2 separate regions of the Sus scrofa genome follow, and region 2 is linked to region 1. A link is a contact called in public Hi-C data. All regions are on one chromosome and are shown on one strand. Each heading gives the region's core, a stretch centred on a gene start, on an enhancer-like site or on the middle of the called end of the contact. The rest is flanking DNA. Distances are from core to core; before and after follow the strand shown. Region 1 overlaps OSTN (osteocrin). Region 2 overlaps CCDC50 (coiled-coil domain-containing protein 50).

Region 1 (4,288 bases), core at 1,215-3,714:
AAATAAGATATGAATGATAAATGCATAGAAGTGAAAATGTCATTTTGATCAGTTGAATTTAGAATATGGATTTAATTTGCATGTAAAAGTTCTTCCTCACATTTTCTCCCAGGATTAGATGGATTTACACAATTAGTCATAATTATATTCCCAACCCCACCAAAAAAAAAAAATAATAAAAAAGGCAGGAAGAAAGGGCAACATGTTCAACTACTCCTCTCAAACTATCAGGTACATGACTCCTTTTCCTTTGGGAAGGCGTGAATAAGGCATGAGGAATGGGGCCAGTTTTCTCACTGGAGTTCCTCTATGTGGAATCATGAGGCTGGGAAGTACAACTTAGTATATGGGATATGTTTAGAATGATGAGAGGAATTGCTAATTCATTGGCACACAGTTGATTTATGACTTTGGAAGTTCTATCTCAAAAATGGTAATTCAATTTTAAACAGATCCTATTAAGTTTATGATGATGGTGCTGACTAGGCATAATGTCAGCTTCTGAAATATTATCCTAAGAAATGGGTCATATGAACAGGCATTCAGAAACAAGCTAGGAGAACTGGAATCGAATAATGAGGTTTAAAGGGTTTATTGTCAACTCACAGATTTCAAATGCAATCTTAAGGTTACCATAGGGGAACCTGTGGAGGGAAGGGAGGAACTGGGAGGATGGGAGTAATACATACACACTACTGTATAGAACAGATGATTAACAGGAACCTCCTGTATTGCTCAGGGAAATCTATTCAATAGTTTGTAATAATCTATTTGGGAAAAAAGAATATATATATATATATATATATATATATATATATATATATATATACATATATATATACATATATACATATATATATATGTGACTCAGCTGTACACTTGAAACTAATACAACATTATAAGTCAAATGTACTTCAATAAAATTAAAAAAAAATCAAGGGTATACTGTAAAGTAACCCAGGTATTCTTGATTTGAAAAATCACTGCAGGGCTGTAGGATTAGGCAGAAAGGATTTTCATCTGCTTGGCTCATGAACCTCTCTGAGGGTCTAATGACACTTGAAAAGTCTATCCAGTAAATGGAAATTTACACAAAATGTTTTCTAGAATTTTCTTTTTTGGGGTAATATACACTTTAAAGCCCATATATGGAATCAAGTATTAGCCATTTGGGGAGAAAGTTTTAAACCTCACATGTGAATCAGGGTAAGGATAAAAGGCAAAGGGACTGTCTCTTTCTGTTGGAGTTGAGCAGGGGTGGTATGAGCCAAGTGATAAAGAACAGTTTGGGGAAAATGGCCCGAGATCAGGGTTTAAGGGCAATTCTTATAGTACAGCCAGTCTTTTCAAATATGAGGAAGGAAACATATAGGGCATCACACTCTGAATCCTTTTTCTCTGTTCTTCATTATGGAATGGAGCCCATTTTGAACTACCTCTTTTGGGCTTTAAGAATTAAGAACTAAAAAAAAATAGCAAAAATTATGAGATATCTAGTTTGGCCTTGGTCTGTGGAATTACTTTACAGTGAATTAGAAAAGGTGAAATGAAAGGATTTTTATCTTTAATCTTTGGCACTGTCATCAAGAAGGGCAATCACATCTGACAAATGGAAGCTGGAATTGATATTCTCAATTTTAGCCTGAATTTTATGTCTGACTTAGGATAGAAAACATATACATCATTGGAATACCTTTTCCAAAATGACCTATTTTACGCAAGCATTCTAAGTGAATCTCACTGTTCCTGGCCTTGGACAAGTCCCTTATTCACACATTCCTTTAATTTCTTTATCAGCTTATTGAAGTGGAAAATCATTGGACTTGGGGTTAAATAACCTGATGTTCTGGCTAGGTTGTAACAGAGAAATCATTTTATATCTATGAAAATATACAAATCAAAAGGGGATAATATCTTCTGGAGTTTAGGAATTCAAAATTAGTGTACCAGAATATTAAAATGGGAATCTTTCCATTTCAATTTTAACTGTGGCCCAGAAAAGGTAAAGGGGAGAAAAAAAAATTGGTAAGTATTTCCTCTTGCATTCAAAATAAAGGTGCTAGAATTAAACAATATTTGTAAAGAAGGTGTCTACAAACTGATATTTCAACTTTAATCCAGTAAAAAGATTGATATTTAATAGGTAAAGAAGGAGGATTTCTCTGGAGCAGGTTATTGGAGACCAGTGACATTTTCCCTGTTCTTTCATACAGAGAAAAGCCTTCAAAAAAAGCTTGACATAGACTCATTGAAGCAGGGTGGACCTCATAGAACAGACTATGAAATTTAAAGGGCAGGAAGCTGTGAGAATTGGCTGAAGAGATGGTTACATAAGGAACAACTGTACTTTCAGTGACCAGAATCAAGGATGTGGGTTTTCTGAGGAGCAGATGTAGAAAGAGCATGTGGGTAGAGTTGGCCTAGGTTAATTCTAAAAAGAAACTTCCCCGAAGGGCTTACGGACAGGAGTTATGGGTGAGGTGACCTCAGCAGGATGCTGGTGGTGGTGTCAAAAGAAGAAGCTAAGGGAGTAGGATGAATATGAAGAGCAAAGCTGACCTGCTGGAAGAGAAGCATTACTGGAGGCAAGGATGTTTATGTCCACATTCCCAGTGGGGGTTATGCAATGACCCCACACAAAGACAGCTCATGGTGAGGAGTCAACTCGGAGTATTTACTGAGGCCAGAGAGCACAGAAGTCAGGTCATGATAGTATCTGTCAAATAAGACTTTTCTTTACCTCTCTGTATCTCCATCCCCAATACTGGAGGAGATAGAAATCAGCCCACTGTAGTGGGGGAAGGGGTGAGGATAAACTGACCACTAACCCTTTCCCACTGCAGCTTTCCAGCTTGAAAAAGGAGAAATTTTTAATAATATTCATAGTTTGGGCTAAGGCATATCAATGGTTATTTTAATTACTGACATGTGACTATCTTTCTAGTAAAAGCAGCCAGACGAATATTTATTATTTCAGTGAGACTGTAGAGTCATAATTCTTGCCTTTGTTTTCATCCAAGAGCTAGGAAACATCAACAGAATGGATTTGAATGTGTGTGGTTGGGGATAAAGTTGCTTCTGTAATTATGTTCTATGGAGTCCTTCTCTTTCAATTAAGTGGTGATGATACAACGTTATGGAGCAAATTGTTTATTGACCTGAGTCTACAGAATGTGTGCAACTGTGCTGGGTATCTTCTGTCTGTTCTGCAGATACACTGCCTTTTCTCACCCTAATTTCAGTATAGGAAACAAACCCCACTGGATGCTAGAAAAGATCCAATGCTCTGGCTTTGGTTTGGGGCAGGTGATGGGCAGACTTGGCAGGAGAGATTGGAAGGAGAGAGGAATTGAGGTCAGGATAATTTTCCCCTCGTACCCTCCTTGCAAGGTCACATCCTCTTAACCAAAGGTCATGGCTTCTCCCAAGGCATCTGACTCTACAAACAAGGGTCAGATTGCACCATCCAGTATGATTTGCCTCTACCCAGCCTTTTGTAAATAGCTGTGCTATGTCTAAATTCTTTACAAATTTTCTTATTTCAAACATGCTTGCCTGTTTCCTGCAGGAAACCCAACTGACACAATGATATTAATTGCTTTTCTGACCTCAAAACATTAATGGTTGAATTAGAACAGTAATAATTATGAGAATGTTTATTGTAGTTAAAATATATACCATATTATTATTATTAATATTTTACAAGGCATTTTCAGTATGGTGGGAAGAAGTGAGAGAAACCACCGTTTAGAAAGATTCTTGTATCTTCTAATAGTAAAGAGTGGTTCAAATAGAAGATACTATTTTGCCAGAGATATGGTCATAGCTGCTTCCTTTTAGTTTCATGAACTGAATGACCATTCATTAACTTCAGGTTTTAAACACGTAAACTGAATGAAGAAAATATTTTGAACTTCAATGTGTAGTTGAGGTAACTGTTCTGAGAATTAAAGTAACTTGCACATCCAATTGAAAATGAAGCTAGTGTCATATTCAGGTGAAAAATGTTAAATATGATATAAAATAGGAAATAATAGAGGGGCCTTTGCTTCATTTTAATATGATCTTCCATAGACCTTAACCCTGTTTTTTTTAATATTTGTTTGTTTTTTCTTTTCCCCAAGCTGTTCATTCATTTTTCCATCTTTTACAGATGTTTTCAAGAGCAGTTAGAAAATTTTATTTTCTGAATATTTTATAGTCATTGAAAATAAGATAATGTATTTGATATGCTTAAGATAGAATTTTAAAGCTTGGAATCATGTACCATATAATTCAGGAATCCATA
Region 2 (4,288 bases), core at 700-3,199, 120 kb before region 1:
CGCTATGGACTCTACACACAGAGACGATCTCAATTACCTTTCAGGACAAGTGTGCAAGGTAGTTATCATCTACATATTTTAGAGTTAGATTAGCTTAGACCACATGTGATCTGTCCAAGTTCACACTATTGTCAAGTGGCAGAGCCAGCCTCAAACTCAACTGGACTTCAAAACCAGTGCTCTTAACTACTGTACTATATTCTGCAACACAGGTGTGTGTTTTCATCAGCAGCATTATCTGCATTCAAAACCTTACACACTGACATACACTCGCATAACATATTTTCAAATGGTATATGGCATATACTTTTATCCTTTCATACATTTTTACACACGTATGATTAATATGAGCATAGCAAACAACGTGATATTTTTCTTGTTTTCCTTTTTGAACCGTTTGTTGAAAAAATATTAGAAATTAAATAAGTGTTTTCCTTTCATTATCCACTGGCATTTATAATGCTCACCTTTAAAAGGTAACATAAGGCTTGGCAGGAAGAGTTGGGACAAAACAATCAATAACTCCAAGACTAAGAAAGTTAACTAAAGAAGTAACTTAGGCCCAAGAAAACAGAACTGGTAATCAGGGTGGCAGAATCTATTTTGTAGAAATTTTAATTATCCTCATTAGGCAATCGGAAACCATAGAAAAATAAGCCAAGTGGTGCTGTCAAAAAAACTCCCTGTTTACTGCCTCATTATCAACTCACCACCAAGGAAAGTGGTACTAAAGTATGAACTGAAGCACAGGGTGCCCACAAATCCTCTATGTTTCCCCAATAAGGATAAGCAAATCAATCTAGAATGCCCTCAGTTCTTTTGCTGCTGTGTTCAATTTTGGGGTACATGGAAAACAAAGCTTGGCTTACTGCTTCCAGCGGTCCCACCAAATTTTCTGTTGCACTGGATATAGCTGTTTCAAAGTTAAGGGTGTTCATATCCACAGCTGGAAAAATCTTGTTAGCTACTAGTTTGTTTTGTAGTTTTTGATATATTAGGGTATCTGTTTTCAATTGTTCCTATGAAATGATTTACATCTTTAAGCTTGTAATAAAGCCAAATATGCTTCAGAATTCAACCGGAAGTCATTGCTTCAAAAATCCCTCCTAGGGAGTGCGTGTCATGCCTCAGGGGGTTATGAACCAGACTAGCGTCCATGAGGATGTGGGTTCAATCTCTGGCCTCACTCAGTGGGTTAAGTATCGGGTGTTGCTGTGGCTGTGGTGTAGGCCTGCAGCTGTAGCTCTGATTCGACCCCTAGCCTGGGAACTTCCATATGACTTAGGCGTGGCCTTACGAAAGCAAAAAATAAATAAAAGCTGCCCTCCTAGACACAGAGACTAGGTTAGGTGTCTCCTTCTACTCTTCTAACAACCTGTACTTTTCATCTATAACATTCAACACAATCAAAATAATTATTTCTGCAATTGTCTGTTTAGATTGTAAATTTCATAAGAATAGAAAACAGTTTTTGTTGACTGATGCTCACTTGAGTTCTGAGCAGTTATAAGAGTGTTCAATAAATATTTGATAAATGAATAGGTGGAGACAAATATATTTCACATTCAGAAGAATAATGTAGGAACTAAGTAAGATTTACAAAATCCCTACATTTTCTAAGTGATAAATCCAAATAAAATACCAATTAATACTATTAATACAAAATACTATAGTTAACACAATTTGGAACTTGAGTTGAAAAATTTTCCAATTACAAAGAACTGGAATTAATTCAGATTGCCAACTGGTTCTCCATCTCCTCAGAGAGAGCATAAAAATTATAATGAGCAAAGAAAATGACTTCTGACTACCTCTATTACAAGCTTTAAATGACAATTTGTTCCCTATCTGCCACTATTATTACTGCACTGAAGCAATAAACATCTTGATCTAGGAAGTGCCGTGTTTCTCAATCCTTGAAACCATCTCTTTCTGTACAAATAGCTAACTCCAGTTCCACCAGGATTAAATGTGAAAGAGGAAACACGGATGCTAACCAGAAAGCACACACTGTGATATCAGTTGAATAAGATATCTATGACACAATAACAGGCTTTATGTTTTAATTATGAAAATATAGGTTTTATAAAATAGTAGTTTTTTTAAATTTAATTTTTGCTTTTTGGGCCGCACTTGTGGCACATGGAAGTTCCCAGGCTAGGGGCTGAACTGGAGCTGCAGCTGCTGGCCACAGCCACAGCAGGGCAGGATCCCAGCCGCATCTGCACCCTACAGCACAGCTCATGGCAATGTGGAATCCTTAACTCATTGAATGAGGCCAGGGATTGAACTCCCATCCTCATGAATACTAGTTGGTTCGGAACCCACTGAGCCACAATAAGAACTCCAAATTCGAATTCATTTTTGTTTTGTCACATATCATATCATCTTTCTGTAAATGACTTTTAAAGACAAATATTCCTCTCGAGTCAAAGACTTCAGTTCTACTACGCAGAGGCCACTTTTCACTCGTTTGCCATAGTGATTTTTAACATAGGATCATCTGGTTATTCATTCTTTCATTCTATCAAATGTTTTTAAGAGCATGTATTACATTCCAGAAACTTGTTTTCAACTTTAATAAATCCTTTAAGTAGCCATTCCAGACTGTTCTATCACATTTGCTGAAGTTTTAGTGTTCTAAAAAGCCCAAGGACTTTGAAGACTACATAATAACTTTAAAGATGATTTTAACTCCCTTGATTAAAAAAAGCATAATAAGTCACACCTATTTACCTACTGAGAACAGATCAGTTACTTTGATTTTACTTGGATGTTGCAGGGAGATGAATAAAGCTAAATTTTATGTAGGTCTAAAATTTGCTTTTAAAGACATCTGGCAGGTACTTAACTAAAAGCTTTAAGAAGAACCAATTTTATACAATTAGAAAGACTAACCTACACTACTGTTGCCCTAAAAGCTTTACAACCTGATATAATTTTCTGAAAGGTATTTATCTTCTTAAAACCCCTGGGTTTAAAAATAGACTATGGCTTTTTAAGGACACTAAATATATTCTCTTTAAGGAAACAAGTCTAGCACTTTAAGTGTGAGTAGTTAGTGGCAATAATCATGTATATTTTTCAGTGTGATAAAGTTTATGTTTTAATAATTAATAAATACATTATTAACAATCAGGATCAAAATACAAGGTTTCAACTACTTAGAGTTTTCAAAATGCCAGATTTAGTGTTACTTTTGTCTTTTCTATTTAATGTTCTCTCTTCCTATTCCAATCACATTTTCCTTTGAAAAGCAACAGAAAGCAATAAAGAAAAAAATAAAGGTTCCTTCCCCTGAGACTTATATGTTGACAATTCGAGGTAGAAAAACAGTAGTTGCTCCATAACCATGACCCATACTGCTTGAGAGAAGTTAGAAAGTATACATACCACAGACACAGCTATTTGATCTAGTGGGATTTAGAATAGTCTGCAATGACTCAAATGGGTATTTGCCTACGACTTGGAGACTCACACAGAAATGAATTTAGGCATGTGTAAATGTCAGGCACGCACCAATGTGACCATGAAACTCAGTAAAAATTTAAAACCTGGGATTTTACTTAGGAAAATGGTTACTCTCATTCCTTCTTAGCTTATGGCAGTCAATTCGGTGAATCCAGAGACAAGAACTGGTCCTAATATAAAGCACATCTTTTGTCCAATATCCCAGCTTCTGTAAAATTCCCCATCTTCCTGATCTGACTTGTTCAATCCAATTTAAAACTGGAAACAAAGCTTGAAAATAGCCCTTCAAGACTATCTTCGGTAAATAACAGTCTTGCAGATTTTTGGATCTCCTCTCCAAGGAACAAACACTCTACTCAGGCAGCTAACATGCCCTTACTTGCCCCCAAATCAAGTTCCTCACTCTCCTTTTCAGTTGTCATCTTACCGTGCTGGCCTGTCATTCTTAGAACGGTGAGGTTCATCACTTTCTTTTGACTTTGAGTGTGCTGATTTAGCGGTTTTGGGCTACAGAGGAAAAAAAAAAAAGGAAAAAGGAAAGAAAAACACACACATACAGAAAACAACAAACAGAGAAAGATTAGATTTATAAATTATCTAAATGATGCCAAACTTTCCTTTAGTAATTTCAGGTTGCTTACATCCAACTGAGCAACATACACTATTTTTAAATACAGCCCCTCAGACACAAAGAAATTCAGAGTCAGGAAGGTATGTTGCAGGCTGTCAGTGCAGCCAGAGGAGTGGGCTAAACACACAAAAAACATGCTCCCCGCCAGAGGTGTGCTTGGCCTCCCATTATTAACCCACACACTAC

What was found. Hi-C and Micro-C count contacts between places; a contact is called where the count stands out from the background.
Region 2: a contact with region 1 is called in a Hi-C map of alveolar macrophages, with 2.4 times the contacts expected there. The contact joins two enhancer-like sites. A contact is called at or near these places in 1 of 5 promoter capture datasets (liver), 14 of 47 Hi-C or Micro-C datasets (adipocytes, alveolar macrophages, embryonic fibroblasts and 10 more) and 1 of 2 datasets of contacts at active chromatin or transcription factors (alveolar macrophages).

Annotation. Positions count from the first base shown.
Region 1 is chr13:128,554,492-128,558,779 of Sscrofa11.1, reverse strand. The region is part of intron 3 of OSTN (osteocrin); the gene reads right to left. Among named protein-coding and RNA genes, the nearest start is that of OSTN, 26 kb to the right of the region's middle. Within about 2 kb of position 2,464, at least 7 of the 83 cell types and tissues checked have an H3K27ac peak or open chromatin away from gene starts, as enhancers often do. A contact at or near this core is called in alveolar macrophages, where this site is marked.
Region 2 is chr13:128,676,517-128,680,804 of Sscrofa11.1, reverse strand. CCDC50 (coiled-coil domain-containing protein 50) reads right to left here. Exons shown (of 12, transcript XM_013982294.2): 10 at 3,899-3,978. Among named protein-coding and RNA genes, the nearest start is that of CCDC50, 59 kb to the right of the region's middle. Within about 2 kb of position 1,949, at least 2 of the 83 cell types and tissues checked have an H3K27ac peak or open chromatin away from gene starts, as enhancers often do. A contact at or near this core is called in alveolar macrophages, where this site is marked.